Regions from separate parts of the Gossypium hirsutum genome. Here region 2 is linked to region 1. A link is a contact called in public Hi-C data. All regions are on one chromosome and are shown on one strand. Each heading gives the region's core, a stretch centred on a gene start, on an enhancer-like site or on the middle of the called end of the contact. The rest is flanking DNA. Distances are from core to core; before and after follow the strand shown.

Evidence for each region. Hi-C and Micro-C count contacts between places; a contact is called where the count stands out from the background.
Region 2: a Hi-C map of leaf shows a contact between it and region 1, with 2.0 times the contacts expected there. The contact joins the enhancer-like site here to the promoter of LOC107914381 in region 1. A contact is called at or near these places in 16 of 34 Hi-C or Micro-C datasets (anther, callus, cotyledon and 4 more).

The regions. Positions count from the first base shown.
Region 1 is chrD10:14,689,279-14,693,680 of Gossypium_hirsutum_v2.1, forward strand. It overlaps LOC107914381 (transcription factor TGA4), which reads right to left and starts at 2,083. Exons shown (of 10, transcript XR_001688804.2): 1 at 1,798-2,083.
Region 2 is chrD10:14,731,522-14,735,766 of Gossypium_hirsutum_v2.1, forward strand. No RefSeq gene overlaps it. Among protein-coding and RNA genes, the nearest start is that of LOC107914383, 28 kb to the right of the region's middle. Within about 2 kb of position 1,905, at least 7 of the 9 cell types and tissues checked have an H3K27ac peak or open chromatin away from gene starts, as enhancers often do. A contact at or near this core is called in cotyledon, fibers and leaf, where this site is marked.

The DNA of each region.
Region 1 (4,402 bases), core at 833-3,332:
ATCATAAAATTTAATCAATAAGCCTTTCACAATACTAAAATTGTCAAAGATGCAACACAAATGAAAGGAATCAGTGGAAAACTTTTATATATTGATTTGTTAGGCAATCAAATCAGCCTCAGTGACCTCTCAAATCCACCATGAAAGTTTAGAAAAAGAACTAAAGAAACCAATAACAGTGAACTTGTTCTACCATGGAACTCGAACAAACATGGAATTAAAGAATTTTGATCTGCTAACTACCAAAAAGAAGAAAGAACTGTTTAAATCTAAAAAATTGATCTTACAGTTTCAACGTCAGAAGAATCATTTAAAAGCTCCTATAACGCTTCAACAATCATCAACCTTGCAACTCTTGAAGCAACTAATCTTATTACCTTGTAACTATTTCCTGTCTGCAATAGTGCATCCACATATATAGGTTATTTTTGTTCTTCTTTCTCTTTTCTCCCTTTGACTTAACTATTGCTATTCAAAAGCTATGGTACCCAGCTTTAGAGATAAATGTTGAATACGGGTAAGCATACAATATGAGTATAGGTAATGTCTAAATAAGTGCCGGATATGAGTAGTTTGGAGAAAATGAGGAGTATGAGCCTGAGAAACACAATTCAGAAGTAAAGTTCCCATTCGCTAGTAGCTGCTGAAAAAGTAACTTGATAATAACCATTCAAGTTACTTGACACTGTGAAACTGCAGTTAGCCCCTTCCATATGAACACTATAGAAGCTTAGCTATTAAGGATGATAAATCTATGGTGACATCGGCGTCGACAAGGAATGAATAGTGAAAAAACAATGAACAATGATATTCCCTCTTTAACTTTCCAAGCTCATAGAGTTTATAGTTCCATAGAAGGGAAACCAATGAATCACAATCAACTTCAATTTAGTGGTTTCAAAGAAAATATGGTTTATTTGTATCCAAGTGTATGAAAAAGATTGAAAACCCAATCATGACATCCTTATTTTCATATCATTATCCTCCATCCAACTCAGTCGTATGCTGTCAACTCTTGCCATTGTTGGAGGTCACTGTTGAACTTAACTCTTATTTTCGTGGTGGACCTATTGTTGCTCGGACCTGGATATGAGTATTTGATACGAGTATGCGTTTCAATAATTTTTTTCTTCAAAATTTTCATATATTTAGAGGATTCTTTAAAGATCAATCCTTAATCAAACATTAGTCAAATAAGGGTATTGGACACAAATACTTAAAAAAAAAAAAAAGAACACGATCAACATAGGCTATTCCTACTACAGTAGCAAGATATTCCTCCATATGATCTTTCCTAATAGGAACAAAGAGCTTCTTCTGCTATAGATGAAGTTAAGATAAACCAAAAGGATAAAGCTATGCATATGAATCTGGATGAAAATGATTTGAAAAATCTAATTGAGACATTCAATAACAACAAATAAAAGAAGATCAAAGTCTCAAATAACTATGATAATAATCACAATCAATACTTATTCAATCTGTTTTCCCCTCTGAATGAAATTCAAACCAATTCAAAATTAATAAAAGGAAAAAAGAGGGCTACCCAATAACATGGTTCAACTGAAAATCCATTTTCTGAGCTCCAAAACAGAAAAATTTTCCAGTACTTTATTAATCCATCTTGCGAGAAAAACAACAGAAGATAACTCAAATTACAAAAACTACAAAAAAAATATAGAGATATAGGTATAGAAAGGAAGAAGCTTTGTTTTAATTCAAATAAGTTGGTATGCTTTGCATTTTTCCCAGCTTTCCCGGAAACCAAACAATTAAAAAGACAAAAAACAAACCAACCTTTTGTTAAAAGAGTCGTTAGAACAAGTTTCCCGCTAAAACTTGAGGTCCAAAAACAGCAAAAAAGAAAACAAATTCCTTTCAAAAACCAATAAGCAAATAGCTTCTTCTTCTTCTCTGCGAAACCCCTAAGCTTCTGTCGTATAATGCCCCAACACCAATCCTTCTGGGAACCCCAATCGCCCTTCACACTGATCGCATCTTTTCCCCTTTATTTTATTTTATTTTATTTTATTACTACAATCAGGATAATAACGTAATGCGAGCTGAAGAAACTCGACCTTCACTTAAAATTTTAATATTCAAAAAATATATTTTTTAAAATTGGATTTGATCTTTCACACAATCTTCATCTTTTTACACTGATTATTCGTATTCAAAAATTAAAAATTATTTATTGAATTTAACTTAATAATTTAAAGTCCTTAAATAAAAAAATAAAAAAATGGAACAATTCCACGTTTTTGCACTACAACATTTAACTTTTTTATATTCTGTGGTTACTATTAGTATTTTTTAAATGATTACTTGTTAGATTTGTCTTCGTAATATCGTAATCCACAGTGAGTTGAACAGCACATTACCCATTAGCCATTATTTTAGAGGTTTTCAGAAAAATACAAAATGTTTTTTTTATTTTTATTTAAAAAATGGTCATCTTTCCACTAGCTCTGTTTATTATATACCCGACTCAACTTTCTTCCTTTAATCCACGCGCATTCCTTTCTTGCGTGTTCCTCACGTCAGTTTCCGGCGTAAAATTTTGTCCCTTCTCCTGTTTCTTCCCTTCCACTTCACGCTCTTAACCAGCGCTTGAATCTCACTCTCTTTTTCAAAAAATATTATTTAGTATAATTAGAGGTTTGGTGAACCTAATTAATCATTAAATGGTGACCCTTCCTTACATTCTTGCTCTAATTGCCCCACCCCTTCACGTCTTCTTAGAGACAATGCTGATCTCAACACTTCAAACCTGTCTCACTCTCTCTCTCTCTCTGCGTATGCTATTCCTCTAACCAAAACCTAAACCTATACCTCTACATCCTTATTTCATATAAACTTTTTTAGAACTCCTGTTTTATGAAAGTCAATTCTTACTTTTTAATATGTTGAATTTTAATTTTTGTACTTTTTATATATTGAAATTTTAGTCCTCATCTATACAGTTGTAAAATTAATCTATTTTCTCTGATTGGATCATTTTAAGTCTCTATTATATTTTTAAATTATAAAATTTTAATATTGACGCAAATAATAGTTGTTGATTCATTAATTAATTCATTAGTGAGTAACATGTAAAAATAACAAGTTAATATGACATTACACATATGATAGCATGTTTAACGTATTGACTTTTGGAAATAACAGAACTTATCTTAATGAATTTAACAATTATTGTTTGATGAGACTAAAATTTTAGAATTTAAAAAATACATAAACTAAAAATGAACCAATTAAAATGCTAGAACTAAATTAACAGCTTCACAAAACACAAAAACCAACAGCATACATATTTTTATCCATTTTCCATAATTTCACTAACTTAAATAATAATATAATATAAATAACAAAATAATTAAAATGAGACTTGACAATATTTTAAATTGACTTATGATATTTTTTTTATAATTATGGATAAACTTCTTCTTGAGAAAAAAAATAAAAAAAGAGGCAACTTAGGGTGAAATAATTAGTTGAAGTTAGGGAATAGGATAGAGAAATTCAGAATCTATACCGTTTTGATAAGCAAAGTTTGTTAATTATACAAGTTGGCTTAAGGAATTAAATCCACATCTTGGAAAGAATATGGTAGCTTTTTGACAACTACATCTTCACTTTTGCCTTTATCCATATCTACTGCCCTATTCCTATTTAAATCTCGCAAGTTTAATTCAATTTGAAATATAAATAAAAAAAATACCATCCCAACTTTCACACACCCTTTTAAACTTTAAATTAAAATAAAACAATACTTTATTTATCTTTGTCAAAAGTTTTATGTAAATAATAACAAATCGGATAGAATTTTGATGCTTTTTCTCTGGTAGATTTATTTTTTAAGTTTAATATTTTTATGATGACAAATAAATCTAGTTTTACATTTTTGGGAGAATTCCACTCCCATGTTGCATGGTGTAGATTGTAGAAATTATGAAATTCAACGCCATTCTATGCTAACTACGAATACCCATGATTCCATATGCACTAATTAGCAGCACTACAAAAATAGTTGCATATATCAAGCTATATATATATATATATTGTAGAAAGCTTTATATAATAATGGGAGATAGCCCATGTTGAGCATGTAAATTTTATTATTATTTGAAGATAACCCAATCCCATTTGTGTGAAGGATTAGCAACTTTTAGAGAGACATTTCCTAAACTTTGGTGAGGAGGTCCAATTAGTGCCGACTAAAACAACTATAGGTCAAGCATATATGACATAAATGATTAAAAGAATCATATATGAGGGATAGTTCATAATATATTAATTAATGTGAAATATGGATAATCTAGTAGGAAGAAAAGATTAAAAATGATTGAAGAGAGGATAAGTTTAAATAATTAAATTATGGATAATTATTTGATATATTAATGGT
Region 2 (4,245 bases), core at 655-3,154, 42 kb after region 1:
TGACAATGAAAAGCTTTTTTCTAACTGGTATAATAACACATTTAGTCCTCAATACTTATTCTATCAATTTGGTTCTAATTCTATATAATTCAATAAACTTAACCTTTCACATTTACAAATTCTATCAATTTGATCCTCAAATTTTCTAACCAAAGCTTTCAACTTTTAAAACAGAGACATTCCACATCTTTTAATTGTTTTATTTATGGTTGAAATTATCTAATTTGGTACATAATCCTTTTGTTTATAATTTTAAGAAGTTAGTTTTAGAAATTAACTAATCACCATTAAAAATAATAGAAAATAAAAATTTTAAAAATATAATATATAATAAAATTATATAAATAATTTAATATTTTTAAAAATTAATTTTGCATAATTTTTTAAATTAATTTATTAAATTATTTGAGATTGTTAGTGATACGTACGACTTATTATGGATTTAAAAGTTAAAAATAAATAGAACACGTATAGTCTCCTAATTAGTTTATAAAATCAAAAAAAAAAATTATCAATATAACAAAAGGAAATTCAATTAATTCTTTTACATTTTTTATGAAAAATTAAATGTTCATATTTTTTCTTATATAATTATTGATTGAACAATTGAATTTTTCAAAGTCATAATTTTAAATTTTTTATTTAATTTCCAATTTCAATGACGATTTCTATGTACCTTGAAGGAAACATCCTACTGCTAACAACAAGAATAAATCTAAAGTAATTTTTTTAAGGTTTTTCATTTTCATTAGCTAAAATTTTGTCAATCAAAATATTATAAAATATTATATTTAGAAGAACACTAATGAAAAAAATAAAAGGAAATAAAGTTTCAAGATAAACTCATTGGTATTAGGAATTGGTTCGAAAAATGGTTCATTAGTTGAGTGAAGATTTTTTTTCTTTTTTTGGGTTTTACAAATTTATAGATGTGGAATGCCTTTGTTTTAGAAGCTAAAAGCTTTGATTAGGAAGGTTGATGATCAAATTTATATAATTTGTAAATGTGAAGGGTTAAATTTATTCAATTATTTAGAATTAGGATCAAGTTGATAGAATAAGTAAGTATTGAGGACTAAATGTGTTAGTATACCAGTGAGGCCCATAATCAATTTAACAACAGGTGACCAAAATAGGAACAAATTCAAACCTTAGTGCCTAAATTAAATTTTTTTTTAAAGTTGAGTGACCAAAATAGGAATGCAAGCATAATTGGGTGACCATTTGTATAGTTTACCCAATATTAATTCATCTTTTTACAGATTTGGATTTTGTAAAGTAGGATAATTAGTGAATTTGGATATTAAATTACTATTTACAAATTAAATCTGGATGTTTAAATATTTATTATCTGAATATGTTTTAATTATATGGAGAATATATTCGAATATTCAAACATAATATCAATTCAATTATTTTAAGCTTTTAAAAATTAATTTAGTAGTGGATTGAGTCTTAACTCAATTGGTATTGATATTGTTGTTAATGTAGGAGGACATGAGTTTAATTGGACTGAAGTGTATTATCCTCATATTTACTGACGGAGATTGAACCCATCATCGCCAACGACCAAAGAAGGCTCTAGAATCGGTAGAAATTGGACATTTTTGTCTAAGTCCGGGGATGCAACACAAAAACGACTCTCCTCACCACCCTCTATGAACTCAGATTTAGGAGAAATCTGATAGAGCGCCTCAATGAGACTCTTTGCAGTGATGAAAAGGCACTACCAGTATACTCCACCACAACTACAGATGCAAAGAAGAGGAAACGTGATTATGATAGATGATAGGATTTAGGCTTTCTTCAGTTTACTTAGGTTTTTGCTTTGATTAGGGCCTTAAAAGAGGCGTTTCAATTTCTTTTATTTTTTCTTTTTCTTTATTGTTAGGCAAACCCGAGGCACCGCCTCGGTTATCAATACTCTATTGACAGTTGTTAGACAGCTGGTACTTTCAGAACTTTGATCAGTGTACCACATATCCTCTCTTTAATGCATTCCAATTTTACTTCAAAAAATGTGAGGAGGAGGTATAGGTAGTTTTAAACATTATATTAAAAGAAGCAGATACGATAATAACTTATAATGAAATTAATATTCAAAAAATAATAATACGAATATTTGACTAATTTGAATATTCGATGAATATTGTATTTTTAAAGGTGGATTAAGATAATAATGTTTGACTATTTTTAAAAAAAATAAATATCAAATTTATACGTGAACTTTAATCCAATGTGCAATTTGATACATGAGCATTGATTTGGTACAATTATACACATGAAACTTAATTTGTGGTTTATATGTATGCATGAAACTTTGATTTTGATTTAAATGTACACATTTAAAGAAATAAATACATACATTAATTTTCATATTTGATTAATATAATTATTTGTGCATACAATATATCAATGTAAAATGGTGCTAATTCGATAACATTATTAGTGATTTAAAAAAGCTAAATCAAATAAAAAAATCATTTATAAAATTGCACAAAATCAAAGTTTATTTTATAATATTGCACATTGGATCAAAGTTCATGTATAGTTTTGATATTTATTTCTTTTTTTAAAAACAATTTCTGTTGTTACTCGTAACTAAACTTGTTCAAGGGTTGGATTACCTGTCCAAACCCGAAGGTCTACCTAAAATTTAAAAGGGTTTAGCAAAAATATTAGGCCCAAAATGTGGGTTTAGGCAAAAAAAATAGGCTCGTTTAAGATACGAGTCGGCTCAAGCTCAAACCTTCAAGGCCCAAACTTAGCCTAACCGGTTTCTAAGTTTCTAATATATTCTATTATGTTATTTTTATATAGTATGTAATATATAACACATAAAAATTAAATCCGGAGTAATATATAATACTATAATATTAACATTAAAAAATATTAAGTTGCCTATATATAAAATTTTAATCTAAAGTAATGACTTAGTTCGCCTAATCTAAAGCACATGTACGATCCAAGTGAAAGGGTTTATTGCTATAAACACCACAATCGATCAGTTTAAAAGAAAATTTTTAAAATTTTATTGTGCATTGTTCCACTATTTCAAATTGAATTTTCCAAATCCCTAAAATAGAACCTGATCGTATCTTTCAAGACTAAAAACTTCAGCGATAACTCGGTGGTCAGGGTCATCCATATTATTAGAACCATTAATTAAGGTTGTAGCTTTATACTTAGTCTTTTTCTCATTTACTTTCTCATTTACTTTCTCCTATCAATAATGGGTTTATGTAGTGTAAGACCATAGATCGGCTATGGAAACCAACATAGTCTGTCAGGACGCTAATCATGGAGTTATGTGGTGTAAGACCATATCTCGGCTATGGCAGCATATGGAGTCCACCAGAACAATAAACTGGAGGTAGTCTGCCAGGATGTTAAACATGGGTTCATAATGTGTAAGACCATGGCTCGACCATGGGGCACAAAAGAGTTTAAATTGAGTAACATCGTTCCTCGGCTATGGCATCATATGGAGTCCATTAGGACACTAAACAAGGGGTAGTCAGCCAGGATGTCAACTATGGGAAATCACACAAATGAGGAAAAAGGGATTTGAAGAAAAATACAAGTTTTGGCAAGTGATAACTAGCCAGTGGATTTGAGGAATCCACCAAGAATGGCAAAAGTAACAAAAGTGGGAAAAGACTGCCAAATTAGTAGTCGTGGAAGCCGAAAGGGCATATGGGTGGCAACCCCTCAAGATTCAGATGTGAGAATAATGTGCCTGTAATACCTGTGGTATAAGCAAACAAAAGAATATTTAACTGGAGACCACAAATACGAATCCGCCATTAAGAACCGCCAAAGGGTGCTAAATGAAACTGAATATAGGAAAGAGGTACTAATAAGGAAGATTTGAATGATAGATATGTTTATCAAGACTATTCCTCTTTGAGGAAAGTATATGGTGAGTATATTAGTCATAAAGTTTGTTTCACATAGGGGAGCTCAGTCGGTTAACCGACCCGAAATAGCATTAACTGAATTAACCGACATTTCAAAATTTTTAACCGTTAACCGAACCGAAATTTTTTCGGTTAATTCGGTCGGTTAACCGAATTAACTAAAAATTATATATTTTTTTATTTTTAGTTAAAAATTAACTGAATTAACCAAATTAACTGAATTACCCGAATTAACCAAATTTCTCGAATTACCCGAATTAACCGAATTGAATCACTACATAATTAAAAACATTACATAAGTCTTTAAAGCACTAACATTACATAA